Regions from separate parts of the Capra hircus genome. Here region 2 is linked to region 1. The links are chromatin contacts, called in public Hi-C maps. All regions are on one chromosome and are shown on one strand. Each heading gives the region's core, a stretch centred on a gene start, on an enhancer-like site or on the middle of the called end of the contact. The rest is flanking DNA. Distances are from core to core; before and after follow the strand shown.

Region 1 (4,274 bases), core at 1,205-3,704:
GACTGCATTTTGTGTTTACACTTTAAAATAAAACTTTATTTTCAAATTTTTTTGGTCGTGCTGTGTGGCATGTGGGATCTCAGTTCCCTGACCAGGGATCGAACCTGTGCCCACTGCATTGGAAGGGTGGAGTCTTAACCACTGGAGGGCAGGGAAATCCCTGTGTTTTTACACTTTAGAAGTCTGTTCTCCTTCAAACAGAATGGTTCTTTCTGGCAGACATGCCCCAGCCCATCCGCCTTACCTCCCAGAAACTGTGGGCTCCTTTGTGTTCCAGGTCATTTCTTATGTTCATCCCCTTGCTCATTCATTGGTCCTCCCAACACTTATGCTAAAGAGATCGTGGTCCGTGCCCTTGCTGAAGAGGTGTCACCCAACCCACTTGGGACACTCCCTCGCACCACCCCACCCTCTGCAAATACATACGATGAATTCTTTAGTCGTTCTGGTTCCACGTCTACTTTCTGAATAGATGCACGTGACCTCCATTTTTGTGTGAGTGTACTTTTTCAATGCCAGTAGACTTTTCAGGGGAACTCAGTGCCCGCAAAGAGCATCTGGAGGCTCTGATTTAGAAAGCGCTCCCTGTTCCAAGGTCCTCTGAGGCTCTTGCTGTCTAGATCAGAGAAAGATCAGGGAGGAGGGAGGAGTCACCAGAGACTGATGGAAAAAACCAGGCCCAGGTGTACCCTGGGCTGCTCCTTAGCCTACCCTGCCTGGAACCATACTCCCTAAGGTGACATCTGGATACCGATGTCTGCTTTTCAAGAGCTGCCTGGGTAAAGAATACGAGTCAGGTTACTTTAGAAACTAAGTAGTCTTTTTTTTTTTTTTGCATCAGAATCTACGTTTTTTTCATTTTATGTTTTTAAAATGGAAGCATAGTTGATTTACAATGTTGTAGAAACCAAGCAGTCTTGCTGAGCTACATGACAATTACTAGCCACACAGAGAATTGCCGGCCCCACCAACACTCACCATGTGACTGTGGGCGGGACCCTGCCGTTGAGTGACCACAGCGGTCCTTGTTGAAACAACTGGGCCCCAAAGTCAACTTAAAGGGGAAATAAAAAGATAGCAGGGTCAGGCTACAAATGCTTACGTATATAGCCGTGGAACACTCATTCGAGATCGTTCTATGTCAACATGGGGGCAGCTGTTGCTCCCTTGCGTGAGGATAGGAAAAACAGCTGGGTGGGGAGAGGTGCGGGGGGCGAGGGTGCTGGAGAATTCAATGCACAGCAGAGGGGGCTGCCTCCCCTCTTCCCCGGGTGCAGCATCAGGGCGGCGGGTGCATGCTCTCCAGGATTCTATTTCAAGCCGACTGGAGGCAAGAATGTGTTCTTTGCCACAGGAAGAATGTTCCCTCAGACAGAACTGCTAATCAGGCGAGAGGATGGGAGGAACGTACAGCCAGTGGTGGTGGCTGCTGGTTTTTTTAGCAGCCTTTCCCCTCCTGGCCTGAGTCGCATGATTTTTGGCCGGCTGAGACAGTGGCTGAAGATCTATACCCCTCCCCACCCCGCCGCCTCTCCAACCTCATGGCCTTTGTTTTTGAAAATATAGGAATTTTCTGAGCCTGCGAGCTCCGTTGCACAACTCTGAGCGATTTTCCAGAGCTTCCCTATGTCATCTGTCTCCGCGACAGCAAGAGGGAAGGAGGAGGGAGGAAAAAGACCAGGGTGCACACGGGCCAAGGAGGGAAAAGCAAGGGAAAGGCGGCGGGGGGCGGTCAGTGGAGAAACATTTTGGTGACGTCAAAGAAGACCACACTCCCCAGCATAACATTACTTGGTACCTCATCCGCCCACTCTCTAATTTACTAGAAACCAAACAGCCTGTTTGGAAACCTGTAGCCTACAGTCTTTTTTTTTTTTGGTTTTATATTTTTTGTTATTCTCCCTGGACCCAAAGGGCCATTCATTGTTGGGAGTTTGAAAGCTACCTGATTTCCTGAAACAGAGGGGATTTCCACGAGTAATAATTCAGCCCGTGCTGGTGCGAGGCGCTGGAGCTCGAGTAAATTGATCCAGCTGCTCACAGGCTGATGGAAAAGTGCCCGGGGGAGGGGACGGCATCTGCAGCTGGGGCCGCAGCGGGCGCGGTCACGTGGCCAGGCCGGCGTCCGCGGAGCTGACTTGGGCTCGCCCCCGCCCCGCCTGCATCCTCCGACCCCGCCCCGTCCCCCCGGCGCGCCCGCCCGCCCCCCGCGCGCCCCCGCCGCCCCCGCGCCGTCCCCCCGCGCCGCCCCCGCCCCCGCGCGCCCCCGCCCCCGCGCGCCCCCGCCCCCCGCGCGCCCCCGCGCGCCCCCCCGCCCCGCGCCGTCCCCGCCCCCCGCGCGCCCCCGCCCCCGCGCGTCCCCGCCCCCCGCGCGCCCCCGTCCCCCCCCGCGCGCCCATCCCCCTGCAAGCGCCCTCCGACCCGGCGCGCGTCCGCGCTCGCTCCTAACTGTGCTCTCTTCTCTGCGCCTAGACTCCGCCTTCCAGCCCGCGCTGGCCTCGCTGGAGGAAGGCAGTTTCCTGGGCCATGTGGCAACCTCTTTCTCGGGAAATGCGAGACGCCAAGGATGGTGGGGGGCGGCCCTACGTCCTAAGCTTCCCCAGAGAGTCACCCTTTTGGGTCCGTTGACTGTGCTTCCCAGAAGCCTCCCCCATTTCTGTTGTCTGGACAGTCAGGGCCTATTGACAAATAAAATCGGAGCTGGCAGCGGTAACCTGGATGAAACCCGAGGCTAAAGAAATACCGTTTCCAATACCCAGATGGTAGAGTTCAATCTGTTTTCTGGCCAAGGCCGGGCAAGTTAATTTTTATCCTAGTAAAAATAATAAACAGGGCATTAGCAACTAAATGTTTATCAATTTGCAGTTCATTTCCAGCCAGTCTATTTCACTCCCGCATGCTTTTACTGTTAGCTGATGAACTGGAGTGCTTTACATGAAACCATATGTGACTAGTTAAGTCCTAGCCCCTACAGCATTTCTATGGTGCTTTTCACCTTAATTGGTTAATGTTATTTGGCTGTTTCAGCCATGGTCTTCCAATATAGCCTTTTAATGATAAACTTCAGTGGAGAAAGGTTAAATGATTTGCTGGGGATCACCCCACAGTTGAGGAGTGGGGCCGGTAAGGATGCCCTGGTTGGGAAGATGTCTGATTAAATGGGCAAAAAGCAAGGAGAGCTCAGAGAGACGATGATAAATACTTGTGAGCATCTGGTCACCCACAAGCCAAGTCCTTTCTGCAAATGCCGTGACTGGTTTTGTTGTCTTAGCGGAATTCACAGGCCCATTTGGTGGTGTCATCTATTGTTTATCCACCAACTATTATATTCGGAAACAATTTCAGCGATGACAAAATGGAGTGATGGCTATACTGTGAATCACACAGGCAGGGAACCCTTCTCTCAGCCTCCCAGTTTTCCTTCATTGAGTATATAATAGAAATCTTGATATTGCCACATGGTTCAACTCAGATCTAAAGTGGTTACTTAGAGAAAGGGAGAGAAGAAAGAATTTATGAGGTAGCGGTGTAGAACGAACTAAGTCAGACCTACGCCTACGTTCCATCTTTTTCTCCTTGGGAGAATAACTCACTTTCTTGGAGCTTCAGTTTTCTTCCCAGTGAAAACATGGGGCTGGCAGGATGCCCTTGGAGTGCTGCTGCTGCTGCTAAGTCGCTTCAGTCGTGTCCGACTCGGTGCAACCCCATAGACAGCAGCCCACCCGGCTCCCCCGTCCCTGGGATTCTCCAGGCAATGTATTCAGGGCTTGGCACTGTGCTTGGAGTCTAGTAGAGGCTAGTAGGAATCCTTTCCTTAGGAAGAGTAGTCTTGGCAGGGCTGGCAGGCAATGGGTTGAGGACACCATATATGCAACTCCAAATATGAGGCAATACCCCATTTCCCAACGAGCAAGTTGCAAAAGTCTTCTGTGTGTGCACCCGTGTCTGTGTTTCTTTTCTTGGCTGGGTTGAATATGTACACGTTTAATGATGCAAGTGGAATAGTCAAAATTCTAGTTATAAAATTTAATTTATTGGTTTCATTACATGCCTATTTAAAATTATAGGTGTAAATATACGTATTTAGAATCTTGCCCTTTTGAACTCATTATCCAGACTCTTCATCATCACCTGTCTTTGTCATCACTTGAGCCCCCCTTTTGAGTGATCTCACTCCATCTTCCAGAGCTTGCTTCTGCCCACATATTTTTGAGTTTGTATTTGCAGTCACTGGAAATGTTATCTCAAGCTTAATATTCACACGCTATTTATGA
Region 2 (4,274 bases), core at 879-3,378, 340 kb after region 1:
TTAGCTCTGGCATTACATTTTCTGTGCCATTTTCGAACAGGTTTTCTCATGTGCTTTAAGCAGCTCCCTCCACTGTTTCTCTAAGGGTGTTTTTCCTCTTCCCTGTGGTTAATTCTTTGAGGCAACCTGGCATTTTCAATAGCAACAACTAGAGAGAAACGTCAGCAGGATTTTTTTCTCTCTCCACCTACCAATCCAGTTGTAGGGAAGATAATATAATTAGTACCCTGTTCTTCCCACACTTAACCAGCTCATTCCAGTCTCAGGGAGAGAGGTGGGCCTGTTTTCCAACAAAGGAAGCTCGGGAGGCCGCCCTTCCAGAGCTGAAGTGTAAAGGTCCCAACTGAGAGTGACTAAGCCCGCGTCTATTAGTCAGAAAGACTAACGACCAGCCAAAAGTGATTTACCATAACACACGCCAGCTCCTCCTCCCGATAAAAGTGTGAAACTCAAGTGCTCAATTCAGTCTGGGCACAGCCTGTGGCTGCCAACGGTGGCAGAACGCGGCGAGACTGGCTGGCTCTGCACCCACATGTCGCCTTCGCGCCAGGCGGGTTTGCACCCACCTAAGCCCATCCTGGGCGGTGTGGTGGGCTCGAGGTCGGCCCTGCCCACCCAGCGAGGCCGGGAATGGCTGAGATCTGCCGGGTCCGCGCGACCCGCGGGCCAGCCTGCCTCTCACCCCCAAGCGCGCGCGGACCCCACCGCCGCTCGTGCCCGTGCCCCGCGCCACCTGGAGTCCAAGTTTGGCCCCGTGGACGGGGCCTGGAGGCCTAGTGTCGCCGGCGGGGGGGGCGGAGCCTGCGCGGTGACGCGGCCTCTTTGGCCGCTGACCCCGGATCCCTGGAATGTGCATTCGTTCAATGGAGCCGCCAGTGCCAGCGGCGCCGAGTCACGTCTGCGCGGAGCGTGCGCACTCGGCGGCGGCGGCGCACGCGGCCCGCGGCCCCGCGCCCACGTCACGCGGCTGCCGCGCGAACCTGCGCCAGGCGGCCGGGACCCCCGCGCTGTAGCGCGGGCTGGCCGGGAGGGAGCGCGGGGTGCATCGCGCGGTGCTGCCGCTCCCTCCCGGAAGGGCTCCGAGAAGCGGCGGGTGGACTCGATCCTAGGCCTGAGAGCACGCCCTCTTTTAGTGAAACTTCAGGGGACCGGCGGCGCCTGTGTCCTCCCCAAGACCCATGCGAGTGTAAAAGCGCTTGCCGAAGAGTTCAAATAAAGCTCCTTAAAAGATGTTTAAAAACGGACAGAACCAAGTTACAAAGTGGCCTTGCTTTTCAAAACACGAGTTTTACACGGTTTGCTCTAAACGGATCTGGAGGGGAGGGAACTCGGCTCGAGTGGTCGAGGCAGCGGAGCGGGTGCAGGGAAACAAGCTGCGCCAGCCACGCGTTCACGTCGGGGACACAGGCCGCGGCGCGGACGGGAGGGCGGGCACAGAGAAGCCGGCTCTCCCAGCAGCGCCCGTTCTGCGGCGGGGGGAGGGGGAGGGCGAGGGCGCGGGGGAGGGCGGGCGCGCGCGCGAGGGGAGGGGGCCCGCGCAGGCGCCTTGCGAGGCTGTCGAAGAATCAAGTCTGTAGAAGTGGAGCGGCCGCGGCGGCAGCAGCAGCAGCGACGGCGGCGGCGGAGCTGAGGCGGGCTGGGCGCTGACGCGGGCGCTGGAGAGCGGCGACGCCAGGAGCTGTGAGAGAGCAGCGGAGCGACCCGGGGTCCGCGCCGCGTCCGAGCTCCGCGCCGCCCGGCCGCCGCCGCCGCCGCCGCCGCCCCGGCGCGGCATGCCCCGCCGCTCGGGCTGAGCCTGCCCCGGCGGCCGCCCCCCGCCCCCCGCCCCCCCAACCTCCCCGCCCCCCGCCCCGCACTCCGCGCCAGCTGCCGCCGCGACCTGCTGCGCTCCCCCGCGTCCGCGCGGCCTGTCTTCGCCCCGGTCTGGAGGCCAGCCGCGGCTCCAGCCGAGCCCCCGCCGCCGCCGCCGCGCCCGCCGCGCCGCGCCGCCCCGCCGCCCGCCCGAGCCCGCGCCGGCCGGGGGGACGTGCTGCCGCGGCTGCAGCCCCTCGCCCCGCGCCCGCCGCCCCTCGTGCATCGGGGGCGCTGCGCGGGCGCCGAGCCTTCGCGGGCTTTGCCGCCGCCGCCGCCGCCTCTGCGGCCGCCGCCGCCGCTGGTGGGGGAGACGCGGGGTTGGGGGGGGAGGAGGGCGCGCGTGGTGCCGGCGGGTAGCGGCGGCGCCCCCTCCTCCTCCGCCTCCTCCTCCTCCTCCGGCGCCGCGGGCTCCTCGGACATGGCCGCGGCTGTGGCGGTGGCCGCCGCGTCTCGGCGGCAGTCGTGCTACCTGTGTGACCTGCCCCGCATGCCCTGGGCCATGATCTGGGACTTCACCGAGCCCGTGTGCCGCGGCTGCGTCAACTACGAGGGCGCCGACCGCGTCGAGTTCGTCATCGAGACGGCGCGGCAGCTCAAGCGGGCGCACGGCTGCTTCCCGGAGGGCCGCTCCCCGCCCGGCGCCGCGGCCCCGGCCGCCGCTAAGCCGCCGCCGCTCTCGGCCAAGGACCTTCTCCTGCAGCAGCAGCAGCAGCTCGGCCACGGCGGCCCTGAGGCCGCCCCGCGCGCTCCTCAGGCCTTGGAGCGCTACCCTCTGGCGGCCGCCGCAGCCGAGCGGCCCCCGCGCCTGGGCTCCGACTTCGGCGGCAGCCGCCCGGCCGCCGCCCTGGCCCAGCCGCCGACGCCGCAGCCGCCGCCTGTGAACGGCATCCTGGTGCCCAACGGTTTCTCCAAGCTGGAGGAGCCGCCGGAGCTGAACCGCCAGAGCCCGAACCCGCGGCGCGGCCACGCCGTGCCGCCCACCCTGGTGCCGCTCATGAACGGCTCGGCCACACCGCTGCCCGCCGCGCTCGGCCTGGGCGGCCGTGCCGCCGCCTCGCTGGCCGCCGTGTCCGGGGCCGCGGCCGCCGGCCTGGGCTCGGCGCAGCCCGCCGAGATGGGCGCCCACAAGCGGCCGGCGTCCGTGTCGAGCAGCGCGGCCGCGGAGCACGAGCAGCGCGAGGCGGCGGCCAAGGAGAAGCAGCCGCCGGCGGCCTCGCACCGCGGCCCGGCCGACAGCTTGTCCACCGCGGCCGGGGCGGCCGAGCTGGGCAGCGAGGGCGCAGGCAAAGGCCGCGGGCCGGGCGAGCAGGACTGGGTCAACCGGCCCAAGACCGTGCGAGACACGCTGCTGGCGCTGCACCAGCACGGCCACTCGGCGCCCTTCGAGAGCAAGTTTAAGAAGGAGCCGGCCCTGACTGCAGGCAGGTTGTTGGGTTTCGAGGCCAACGGGGCCAACGGGTCTAAAGCAGGTAGGGGCGGCTGTGGAGTGAGGGGGTCTAGGGGCGAAGCGGGGCCTGAGAGCCGAGGAGGGGGTGCTCTTCCTATTGGCCGTTCTCCCCCGGCCCAGAAATAGCAAACATCCAACTTCCTGATCTGCTCGAGGCGGAACCAGTGCTTAGTGGCAACGTGTTCCTCTGCTGAAGCAGCATAACAGAGATGAGTCAGATGGACCGATAGGTAGCGACACAGGGCTTTCCTTTCCCAGCACATTCCTGGATGCGAGCATGAGGCACCAATCACCTTTTAACCTGAGGGTGGGGAGGGGGGGACTGGGGGGCGTTAACTCTCATGTGCACAGGGCAGCCTGGGTACTTGCAGGCCTGTGGAAGAACAGGCAGTGCTTTCCGTGCCCTTGTTTTTTTTTTTTAACTGCTAGACTGCCTCAGAGCCTTCTCAGTCTAAGTGGTTTAAGTTGCACGTGCTCTTGAAACTTGGTTTTTCTGTACCAACTTTGGAGAATAGAAATTCTTCAGAGGGTTGTGTTGTGTGTGAGTGAAAGAAAGATCCTTTTGAGTGCACGTTCATTTATTCCTTTTTTTCCCCTTTTCTATCTTTGTTCTTCCAGTTGCAAGAACAGCAAGGAAAAGGAAGCCTTCTCCTGAGCCAGAAGGTGAAGTCGGGCCCCCTAAGATCAATGGAGAGGCCCAGCCGTGGCTGTCTACATCCACAGAAGGGCTCAAGATCCCCATCACTCCTGCATCCTCTTTTGTGTCGCCACCACCACCCACTGCCTCACCTCATTCCAACCGGACCACACCGCCTGAAGCGGCCCAGAACGGCCAGTCCCCCATGGCAGCCCTGATCTTAGTAGCAGACAATGCAGGGGGCAGTCATGCCTCGAAAGATGCCAACCAGGTGCACTCCACCACCAGACGGAACAGCAGCAGTCCACCCTCTCCGTCCTCTATGAACCAAAGAAG

The links. Hi-C and Micro-C count contacts between places; a contact is called where the count stands out from the background.
Region 2: a Hi-C map of liver shows a contact between it and region 1, with 4 times the contacts expected there. The contact joins the promoter of IRF2BP2 here to the enhancer-like site in region 1. A contact is called at or near these places in 3 of 5 Hi-C or Micro-C datasets (blood and liver).

Annotation. Positions count from the first base shown.
Region 1 is chr28:37,606,742-37,611,015 of ARS1.2, forward strand. No RefSeq gene overlaps it. Among named protein-coding and RNA genes, the nearest start is that of TRNAR-CCU, 92 kb to the left of the region's middle. Within about 2 kb of position 2,455, at least 4 of the 5 cell types and tissues checked have an H3K27ac peak or open chromatin away from gene starts, as enhancers often do.
Region 2 is chr28:37,951,858-37,956,131 of ARS1.2, forward strand. It overlaps IRF2BP2 (interferon regulatory factor 2-binding protein 2), which reads left to right and starts at 2,129. Exons shown (of 2, transcript XM_018042454.1): 1 at 2,129-3,275; 2 at 3,920-4,274. The coding sequence starts at 2,273.